Regions from separate parts of the Macaca mulatta genome. Here regions 1 and 3 are each linked to region 2. Evidence: chromatin contacts called from public Hi-C data. All regions are on one chromosome and are shown on one strand. Each heading gives the region's core, a stretch centred on a gene start, on an enhancer-like site or on the middle of the called end of the contact. The rest is flanking DNA. Distances are from core to core; before and after follow the strand shown. Region 1 holds the start of CARMIL2 (capping protein regulator and myosin 1 linker 2). Region 2 holds the start of CTCF (CCCTC-binding factor). Region 3 holds the start of ENKD1 (enkurin domain containing 1).

What was found. Hi-C and Micro-C count contacts between places; a contact is called where the count stands out from the background.
Region 1: a contact with region 2 is called in a Hi-C map of cortical neurons, with 2.5 times the contacts expected there. The contact joins the promoter of CARMIL2 here to the promoter of CTCF in region 2. A contact is called at or near these places in 2 of 14 Hi-C or Micro-C datasets (cortical neurons and fetal cortical plate).
Region 3: a Hi-C map of fetal cortex germinal zone shows a contact between it and region 2, with 2.4 times the contacts expected there. The contact joins the promoter of ENKD1 here to the promoter of CTCF in region 2. A contact is called at or near these places in 2 of 14 Hi-C or Micro-C datasets (fetal cortex germinal zone and liver).

Annotation. Positions count from the first base shown.
Region 1 is chr20:63,198,450-63,201,149 of T2T-MMU8v2.0, reverse strand. CARMIL2 (capping protein regulator and myosin 1 linker 2) reads right to left here and starts at 1,417. Exons shown (of 39, transcript XM_077984238.1): 1 at 1,091-1,417; 2 at 746-837; 3 at 600-653; 4 at 301-363; 5 at 71-195. The coding sequence starts at 1,130.
Region 2 is chr20:63,113,182-63,116,089 of T2T-MMU8v2.0, reverse strand. It overlaps CTCF (CCCTC-binding factor), which reads right to left and starts at 1,510. Exons shown (of 10, transcript XM_077984321.1): 1 at 1,312-1,510.
Region 3 is chr20:63,221,285-63,224,016 of T2T-MMU8v2.0, reverse strand. It overlaps ENKD1 (enkurin domain containing 1), which reads left to right and starts at 1,345. Exons shown (of 7, transcript NM_001193959.2): 1 at 1,345-1,751; 2 at 1,842-2,036. The coding sequence starts at 1,667. C20H16orf86 (chromosome 20 C16orf86 homolog) reads right to left here and starts at 1,295. Exons shown (of 4, transcript XM_001093031.5): 1 at 1,037-1,295; 2 at 582-811; 3 at 30-250. The coding sequence starts at 1,138.

The DNA.
Region 1 (2,700 bases), core at 168-2,667, 85 kb before region 2:
GAAGCAGCCCTTCTCATGCACTCCCTCCTCCTTCCTCCCCTGTCAGCCCCTCAAATTTGCCAGGCCTCACCCAAGGGTCGAGCGAGGGAAGACCTTCTTGATGGCTGCAGCCACATGCTGGGCCAGCTGTTCCAGGGCGGCCACACCAGGAAACTCCAGGACCAACTCACGCAGGGACTCCAGCTCAAAGGTGACCTAGGGAAGGGGGACTACTGGGCCTCGGCTCCACGCATGGGCGCAGGTGATGGTGGTAGCATGAAGACCAGGCTGCAGGCCCAGGTGGGGTACTAGATGTCTCACCTGAGGGGGTGTCTCCTGCAGCGCCATGGCCTGGACCTCCAGGTAGCTGAATGTGCAGTCCACCTAGGAAGCACCTAGATCAGCTGGGACCAAGCCCCAAACCCCGCCTTCATGGAAGCCCAGTCCTTTGGGCAGCCTGGAGCAGAGCCAGACCTGCCTGGACTCCACTCCTGTTGGCTGCCCCGAGCCGACTGCTGGTGCAAAGTCAGGGCCCACAAGGCCAAGAAGGACCGCAGATGCAGCCCTTTGCCGAGGTAGCTGCTGGAGGGTGGGAGGTGTGGCCAGGCCCTGGGACTCACCCTCAGCGGGAGGCAGGTGGTGTGTAGCAGGTAGGCTCTCCATCGTAGCAGCGCCTGGGGAAAGACAGTCTGATACCCTGGGCAGAACAAGAGGCTCTTTCTGTGGGGCCACAGCTGCCTCCCCGGCTCTGTCCCCTGCCCCATACCAGGACATGGTTTTGCACAGCACCCTCCCCGGGTAGCCAGGTTTTCAGCAGCAGCTCCACCTCTTTGGGCCACAGGAACCTGGTGATCTCGCCTGTGGAAGGGCAGCCTGCTGGATGACTTCGGTCCTTGCACATAAGCCACTGGTGCCCGCAGTCTGTGCCAGGCTGGGGCCCTGGGGCTAATCTGCAGCCAGCGAGGAAGGAAGGGAGAGGATCTGGGGCGCCCGCCCTCCTGGGGAGCAGAGAGAACCTCTGACCGGGCCCTCCGGGGCGCTGGGTGGGCCTCTGATTTTGGGGCTGCACTACTTCCTCCCAGCCAAGAAGGCGGGAAGAGCCAGCGCTTACCTCGCAGCTCACAGGAGATGCCGTCGGGGGTCTGGGCCATTGGCAGGGTGGGCCCGGGAGGCCCAACGAGCTCCGGCGGGAAACAGCAGCGGACGAGCGCGCACACAGGAAGCCAGGGGCCCCGACCCGCACGGCAGCCACCTGCTCCCCCGGCGGCGGAAGGTGCGCGCCGCTTCCTGCCAGGCCGCCCCCGGCCCGGCCCCTCCCCGCCCCGGCCTCGCGGCCCTAGAGCTCACCAGGGAGCGGGGTTGTGGGAGGGGGGCCGAGTCCCACCTGCCCTCCCACCCTGTCGCCCAGGAGCTTCTCCGCCAGGGTAGACGTTGCGGTGGGGAGTGGCGTGGCCAGGAGGGTGGCGCGTGTGGCGGGCCTCCAGCTGGTCCTCGCCCCCTGCTTCCACCCCGCCCCGCAGTCCCTGCCGCGAACACCAGGGGACGCTGCCTGCCCGGGGATCCCCGCGGCCCACCCAGGCTGGTCCCCTCCAGAGTCCAGGCTGCGGAGGTGGACGAGGCGCCTGGCAGAAGGGGGACTGTTCAGCAAGGAGCACCCGATATCTGCCAACACCGGGGATCCTGCCCGTTGCTCCGAACCTGGAGTCCGTGACCGTGTTACAGATCCAAGAGATTTTGAATAGGTGGGAAAAAATGCCAGATGGGGCCAGGCGCGGTGGCTCACGCTTGTAATCCCAGCACCTTGGAAGGCCGAGGCGGGAGGAACGTTTGAGCCAAGGAGTTCGAGACCAAGCTGGCCAACACAGGGAGACCCTGTCTCTACAAAAAAAAAAAAAAAAAAAAAAAAAAATTAAAACTTAGCCGGTGTGATGGCGTGTGTCTGTAATCCTAGCTACTTGGGAGGCTGAGGTGGGAGGATCGCTTGAGCTTGGGAGGCAGAGGTTGTAGTGAGCGGAGATTGCACAACTATACTCCAGTCTGGGTGACAAAGCCAGGTCCTGTCTGAAAAAAAAAAAAAAGCCTGATGGGTCCAGCGCCCTTCCTTGCCGGCAGTGGTAAGGTCAGGGCTGAAGGTGAGGGTGTACCTGGGGCCTTCAGGGGGGCAGCCTGGGGCTGAGTCCTGAACCCCAAGCACTTCATAGAGGGCCGGAGTGAGTCCTCCAGGTACATGGGGGGTCTTCCTGTATCTGCCTTCTCCCCAAGCTGGACAGAGTTTGGGCAGCCAGAGAGAGAGATAAGCTAGTGTCTCCAGGGCTGAGAGGGGTCAGACAGTCATGGGGTAGGGCCTGCTAGCCTGTTGCCCTCTAAAAGACCAGGACCTAGATTCTGGAAGGTTCACAGGAAGAGGCTGCATTTTTTTTTCTTCTATTACAATCTAAACTCCACTTAAGCGGTAAGGATCAGCAGTCTACCCTGCCCGTAGCTCAGCAAGGTGGAGGTGAAAAGACAGCTAAGGGTGACAGGGAGGAGTCAGCTGGAGAAGATGCTGCACAGAGAGTTCCTGCTGCCTTCCCGATTGAAGAGACATACTTGGTTTGTTTGTTTGTTTTGAGACAGAGTCTTGCTCTGTGGTCCAGACTGGAGCGCAGTGGCACAATCTTGGCTCACTGCAGCCTCTGCCTCCCAGGTTACAGCGATTCTCCTCCTTCAGTCTCCTGAGTA
Region 2 (2,908 bases), core at 261-2,760:
ACTCGGGGCTACAGGAAGTCTCCTACTAAACAGTAGTTACATTAGGCGTAGATATTTATAAACCATCTGCAGCAAGTGACCCAGGATTCAATTACAACATCAACCCTCATATTTCATCGTATGGGCAAATTACCAGTCAAGAATAAATTCATTCTGCCCTACTGGCGCTCTAGATCGAGTTGCACAATCCCGGGGCAGAACCGCCTTCGCCTAGCCCTAGAGCATCAGGTACTAAGTTAGTGTGAGGACATTTTAAAGCGGGAGGGAAACTCTAAGGACTCAGCCCATACTCCCAAATTCAGAAATTTGTCACGTCACTTGAGATCAGAGTGAAATTTAAGTTTCAGTCCCTTTGAGATCTCTGAGCGCACAGTCAGGTTGCCATCACTCCAAGGGGCTGGGGAGTCCGAACCCGGATGGATAAAAACTACTTGGTGCGGAACTCGCATCTTTTCCGCCCCCTGAAGGGGGGCCCGCACCGGTCGGGTCCAGCCAGGAGCCCGGGCGCGAGTTTGGGGGCGCAGCGGGGGCGGCGAGCGCGCGTCCCCCCGCCCGCTCAGGCGGCGTAGAGGTGCGAGCAGCTCAGCCAGCCTTGCAGAGGGAGCTCTCGGCAGCTCTGGGGTCCCTCTGCTCGCAGCCGCTGCAGCGCCGCCTGCGCCACTCGGCGGAGACGGAGACCAGCGGCGGCGACGCGCGGACTGGGAGCGACCGCCGAGCAGCCAAGCAGCTGGGGAGGCACGCAGGGCGGCAGGGTAGGTTCCGGGGACGGGGCGGGCTGGAGGAGGGGCAGCCCGAGACGCGACGGCCAGGGCCCGACACCCATACGGCACCGGGACCTGGTTGAGCGCGCGGTGGCAGTGGGTCCGAACCCTTTAGCTAGGCGGGCGCCGAAGCCGGGACGCGGAGATAGCGTCTCAGCTGGTGCCACCCGCCACAGGAGGGGCGGAGGACACAGGACAGAGGGCGGGCCGCGGCCGGGCGATCGGCCGGCCAAGAACCGGCCTCGAGGGCAGAGACAAAGGAAGGAAAATGGAGTCGCCGGGCGCGCGGGCCTCTGCCTCTGCCGCCGCCCAAGGCCTAGCGCGCTGCCAGGAGGGAGGCCTAGCGGACGGGCGTGGGGGTGGGGGGGCGGCCAGGCCACGGCGGCGACGGGCAATGGCGGCGGCCGCGCCGCAGCAGGGACGGTAGAGGGAGACAAACACCCCCCGGCGGCGGCGCTGGCGCCGGGCTGCAGCCAGCGCCGACCGGAGCGGCCCCATCGTGACACCTAGAGGCGGCCCGCGAAACCTCCTCCACCCCGGGCCCCCTTACCTCCGCGCCACACCCCCCGCGGCGCCCGCTCCGCCGCCGCTCCACGGCTCCGGCCACCCGGCGTCTCCGGCGAGCTCCGCGCGTCCGCACCGGCTACCGCCGCCGCCGCTGCCGCCAAAGAAGCAGCTCCGCGCACGGTTTAATCGCTCCACAGGCTCGGACACAAAATGGCGGCGGCGCGGTGCAGTGCGCCTGCGTCGGCGCTGCCGGGGCCGCGGGTGCTGATAAGGGAAGGGACGGGTGGGGGGGCCGGCCGGGCGGCGAGTAGAGGGCGGGGGAGGAAAGGTGAGGGGAGGGGTTGGCGCAGGGCAGCATGGGAGGCGGCCCCGGGCGCCAACTTTCAAAAGCGGGCGCGATGGCGTCACGGGACGCGCCGCGAGTCGCGTCGTCACGCTGCACGCGCCCTTCCGCGCCCTCGCCGGGTCGCGCGTGGGCTCTGCCGGCGCCGCGGCGTCCCGGCTCCCGCTGGGTGGGGCTTCCTGGGCGGAGGCCGCCGCCCCTGGGCGGTGCCGGATCCAGTCCGCTTGACCTGATTCCCCAGCTGCTGTCTCCGGCCCCTTGAACCCGTACAGGGTTGGGGAAATGGGGGGTGGCTGGAGGAAGCGCGCGCGGGGCCGGCCAGTGGAGCAGAGGAGGCTCCTGGGCCCGGCCCCGCCCAGTCTCCGCCCCAGCCAGGCCCGACCCGCCTTCCGAACGTCTCACAGCTGCCCGCCACCGAGTAAGGCCGGGTCGGTTCCCGCGCGCTCCTAGCTCCGTCCTCGCGAGCGACGGCTGGAAAGGCTGTCCTTGCTCAGCGGCTTTTGATGATCTCTCCGACCTAGAAGAGGGCCACCTAAAAGTGGGTGCGAGAGAAGAGTAGGAGGGCTTCCTCTGGGTGTCCCCAAGCCACCTCAGCCCGGAGAGGCAGCGGAAGACCAGACTTGATGCTTTAACACGATCATAGCAGTCGCCTTATTTACCGAAAGGTCTTTCTGTATTTAGCACTGAAACGTACATTTCTTGTCTGTACGGGAGAGCTGTTCTCTGTGAGCGGAGGCATTCAGTCCCACCCCTCCCCAGGAGGCACCTACGGACCCTTCCCAACCTGCAGTCAAGTTGACCAAGAACTGACTGCAAGGTGCTGGTGGCTCTGGGAGGAGAGCCTTTTGGTACTTACAGGGAATATGATTCTTCCATTAGATATCAAATGGACCCAGCATCTAGGGAGCAGCTTCTGCCCCATCCAGCTGACCGTTCCGTTGTGAGAATGCTGGCCCAATAACAGATACTGTTTTTTTTTTTCCCTAAAGGAATAAAAAAATCTGTATTTTTAAGATGTCAAATCTCCAGAGTTTTTAGATGTTAGCAACTGAATCAGATGCTTTTAAACTTCATGAGCTGATTAAACCACACAGATGAGCTGTCAGTTTACGACCCCTGGCTTGGCTTGAAGGAAAGAGTGAAGAGAAATTCCATAGCCAAATCCTGGGGCACTCCAATATTGGAAGGGTAATGGAGAAGGAGTCTGAAAGGGAGCATCTAGGAAGTCATGAAATCTAGCGCTGAGTTGTGGAATCCCTGGGCAGAGAAGGTTTCAGGTAGGAGGCATCCGCTGAGC
Region 3 (2,732 bases), core at 96-2,595, 110 kb before region 2:
GAAGGAACAGCCCAGGGACTGCCACTCACGCTCCAGCCCCAATGTCTCTAAGGGTGCAGACACCGTGCTGGCCACAGCGTGGAGCACGGGAGCCCCCAGGCTCTTGCGCTTCTTGGCTTTTTTGTGCTGTTTGGCAGATGGTGAGGGCTCACTCTGGCCGCCCTCTGGCTCCTCCTCCTGCAGCGGCAGCCTGGGTGGCAGCTCAGCTTCAGCCTTGGGATGGGCACGAAGGCCCGGGAGGCTGAGGGACCTGAGCCAGGGACAAGAGACCTGACCCAGGGAATACCCCAGCCTGCCCACCGCCCCAGGACTCGACGCCTGCCCCTTTCCTGGTCGATGAGGCCCCAGGCCCAAGAGGCTTAGAGGCCAGTGAGCCCAGTGCCCTACAAACCCTGAAGCTCCCACTCTCCTGCTGCTCCCTACATGGGGGCTCTGGAAGAACGGGAGAGGAGAGTGATGGTAGTGACAGGGGACAAGAATCCTTCCTGCAGGAGTGCAGGAATCAGGAATGCTACTGGGGTGTGTGCCCCAACCCCGGGCCTGCAGCTCCTTCCCCTCCTCCTCCCCCAGAGCCCCCTCACTTGACAGGCTTTCTCTTTGGACCATGACGGGGCCTCACAATGGAGACCACGGGCCTGGGGCCTCTCTCCTCTAGCGCCCCGGCTTCCGGCTTGGGCCTCTCCTCCTCCAGCTTGGGTCCTTCCTCCTGGAGCTCCAGCTCCGAAGCTGCGCCTGCTGGGCGCTGGTCTTCACCCTGGGTTCCGCGGGCCTCATGGGCTGGCACCAGGAAATGTTCTTCCGCCACTGGACACTAGAGGTGACACACAGGCCATCGGTCACCATGGTCGGGCAAAGGACATAGGGATCCGTCACTGAACACCTAACATTAGACACCGAAACGGGAATAAGGACACCAGCCTGTGCCCCTCCCCGCCTGGAGGGCCCAGCCTGGCAGTTAGCGGGTCGGGGCGCTCAGAGTTCCGCCTCTCAGAGTGCTGCGGCCCCCTGTTTGAAGGTTAAACAGCCTGACGGTCACCTCGGAGGTCTCAGCGCTGCCGGGGTCCTCCGCGAGCTGTCCCTGCCCCACTACCGTAGCCTCCTGGACCCCCGGCCGCCTCTCCGCCCCTGCCGAGGCCATGGCTGCGCAGGCTCAGTGCATCCTCCACAGCTGCTTGGGGAGGGCCCCGAGCGGCTGGATGGTGGCCCCGCGCTGACCCTGGAGACGGGCCAGCAAGCGAGGGCAGAGCTGGGAAGCGAAACCCGCGACCGCGGAGCCCACACTCAGCGGAAACTACAAGCCCCAGGACGCTTTGCGCCAGGGTCAGTGGGCCCTGACCCCGGGGACGGAAGCCACGGTTGCCCGGCAACAACAACTCCCGTCGGGTGGCAGCGGCTGGCGGCAAAACCTCTCGAGTGAGCCCCTGCCCAAGTGCCGCGGGGGAGAGGCCGCGAGCGGGACCGAGAAGTGGGCTGGGGGGAGAGGTCGCGGAGGCGGCGAGCGAGGCCGGGGCCCAGGCAGGGACCGGCAGGGGCCCGGGAGTGACGGGCACGCCAGGGTCAGGGTCCTAGGCGAGGGAGGAGGCCCGGGGTTGGGGAAGGGGGCCCGGGGAGGGAGGTGCACAGCCCTGCAGGCCTCGGGGCACCGTTGCTGGGCGGTGCCGGCGGCATGTGCGAGGGCCCGTCCCGCATCTCGGGGCCCATCCCCCCAGACCCGACGCTCTGCCCTGACTACTACCGGCGGCCGGCCTCGGGTGAGTCCGGGGGCTTGGCGGTGGTGCTAGGCTCAGGGGTCGGCCCCGGCTCCACCTGAGTCCTGGACTCCGCCCGGCTCCGCCCCACAGCTCAAGGGCGCCTCGAGGGAAACGCGCTGAAGCTGGACTTGCTGACCTCGGACCGGGCCCTGGACGCCACCGCTCCCTGTGGCCCCCGCATCGGTCCCGGTGCCCGAGAGATCCTGGAGCGCGGCCGGCGCGGCGTCGGGGACGTGCTGTTGCAACTCGAGGGGATCTCCCTAGGTCCTGGGGCCTCTCTTAAGAGTAAGTCCCAGGAATGGAAGAAGGGGCAGAGAGGCAATGCGGGGTGGAAAGAGATCAAAAGCAGCTGCTCTTTCCGCCCTGACCTGGGCCCAGGCTTTGCATCTCTTGAGTCTCAGTTTCCCCAACTATAAAAGGGGGAGAAATGTGCTACCTTCTCGAAGGAAGTGAACTGAATAAGGTAGTTCCCACGAAGCCCTAGCTCTGCTTCGTGCATTTATTTTATTTATTTATTTATTTATTTATTTATTTTTATTTTTTGAGACGGAGTCTCGCTCTGTCGCCCAGGCTGGAGTGCAGTGGCCGGATCTCAGCTCACTGCAAGCTCCGCCTCCCGGGTTCACGCCATTCTCCTGCCTCAGCCTCCCGAGTAGCTGGGACTACAGGCGCCCGCCACCATGCCCAGCTAAGTTTTTGTATTTTTAGTAGAGACGGGGTTTCACCGTGTTAGCTAGGATGGTCTCGATCTCCTGACCTCGTGATCCGCCCGTTTCGGCCTCCCAAAGTGCTGGGATTAGAGGCTTGAGCCACCGCGCCCAGCCTGCTCGTGCATTTATTACCCGTCAAATTTGTTTGTTGAGTGCCCACTGTGTGCCAGGCCATATAGGTGCTAGAACACAGGGTTGAAGATAAGCATGAGCCATCACTGAGTCAAGGTGGGAGACAAAGAACAAGAGATGAATGTCATATATGAGATGA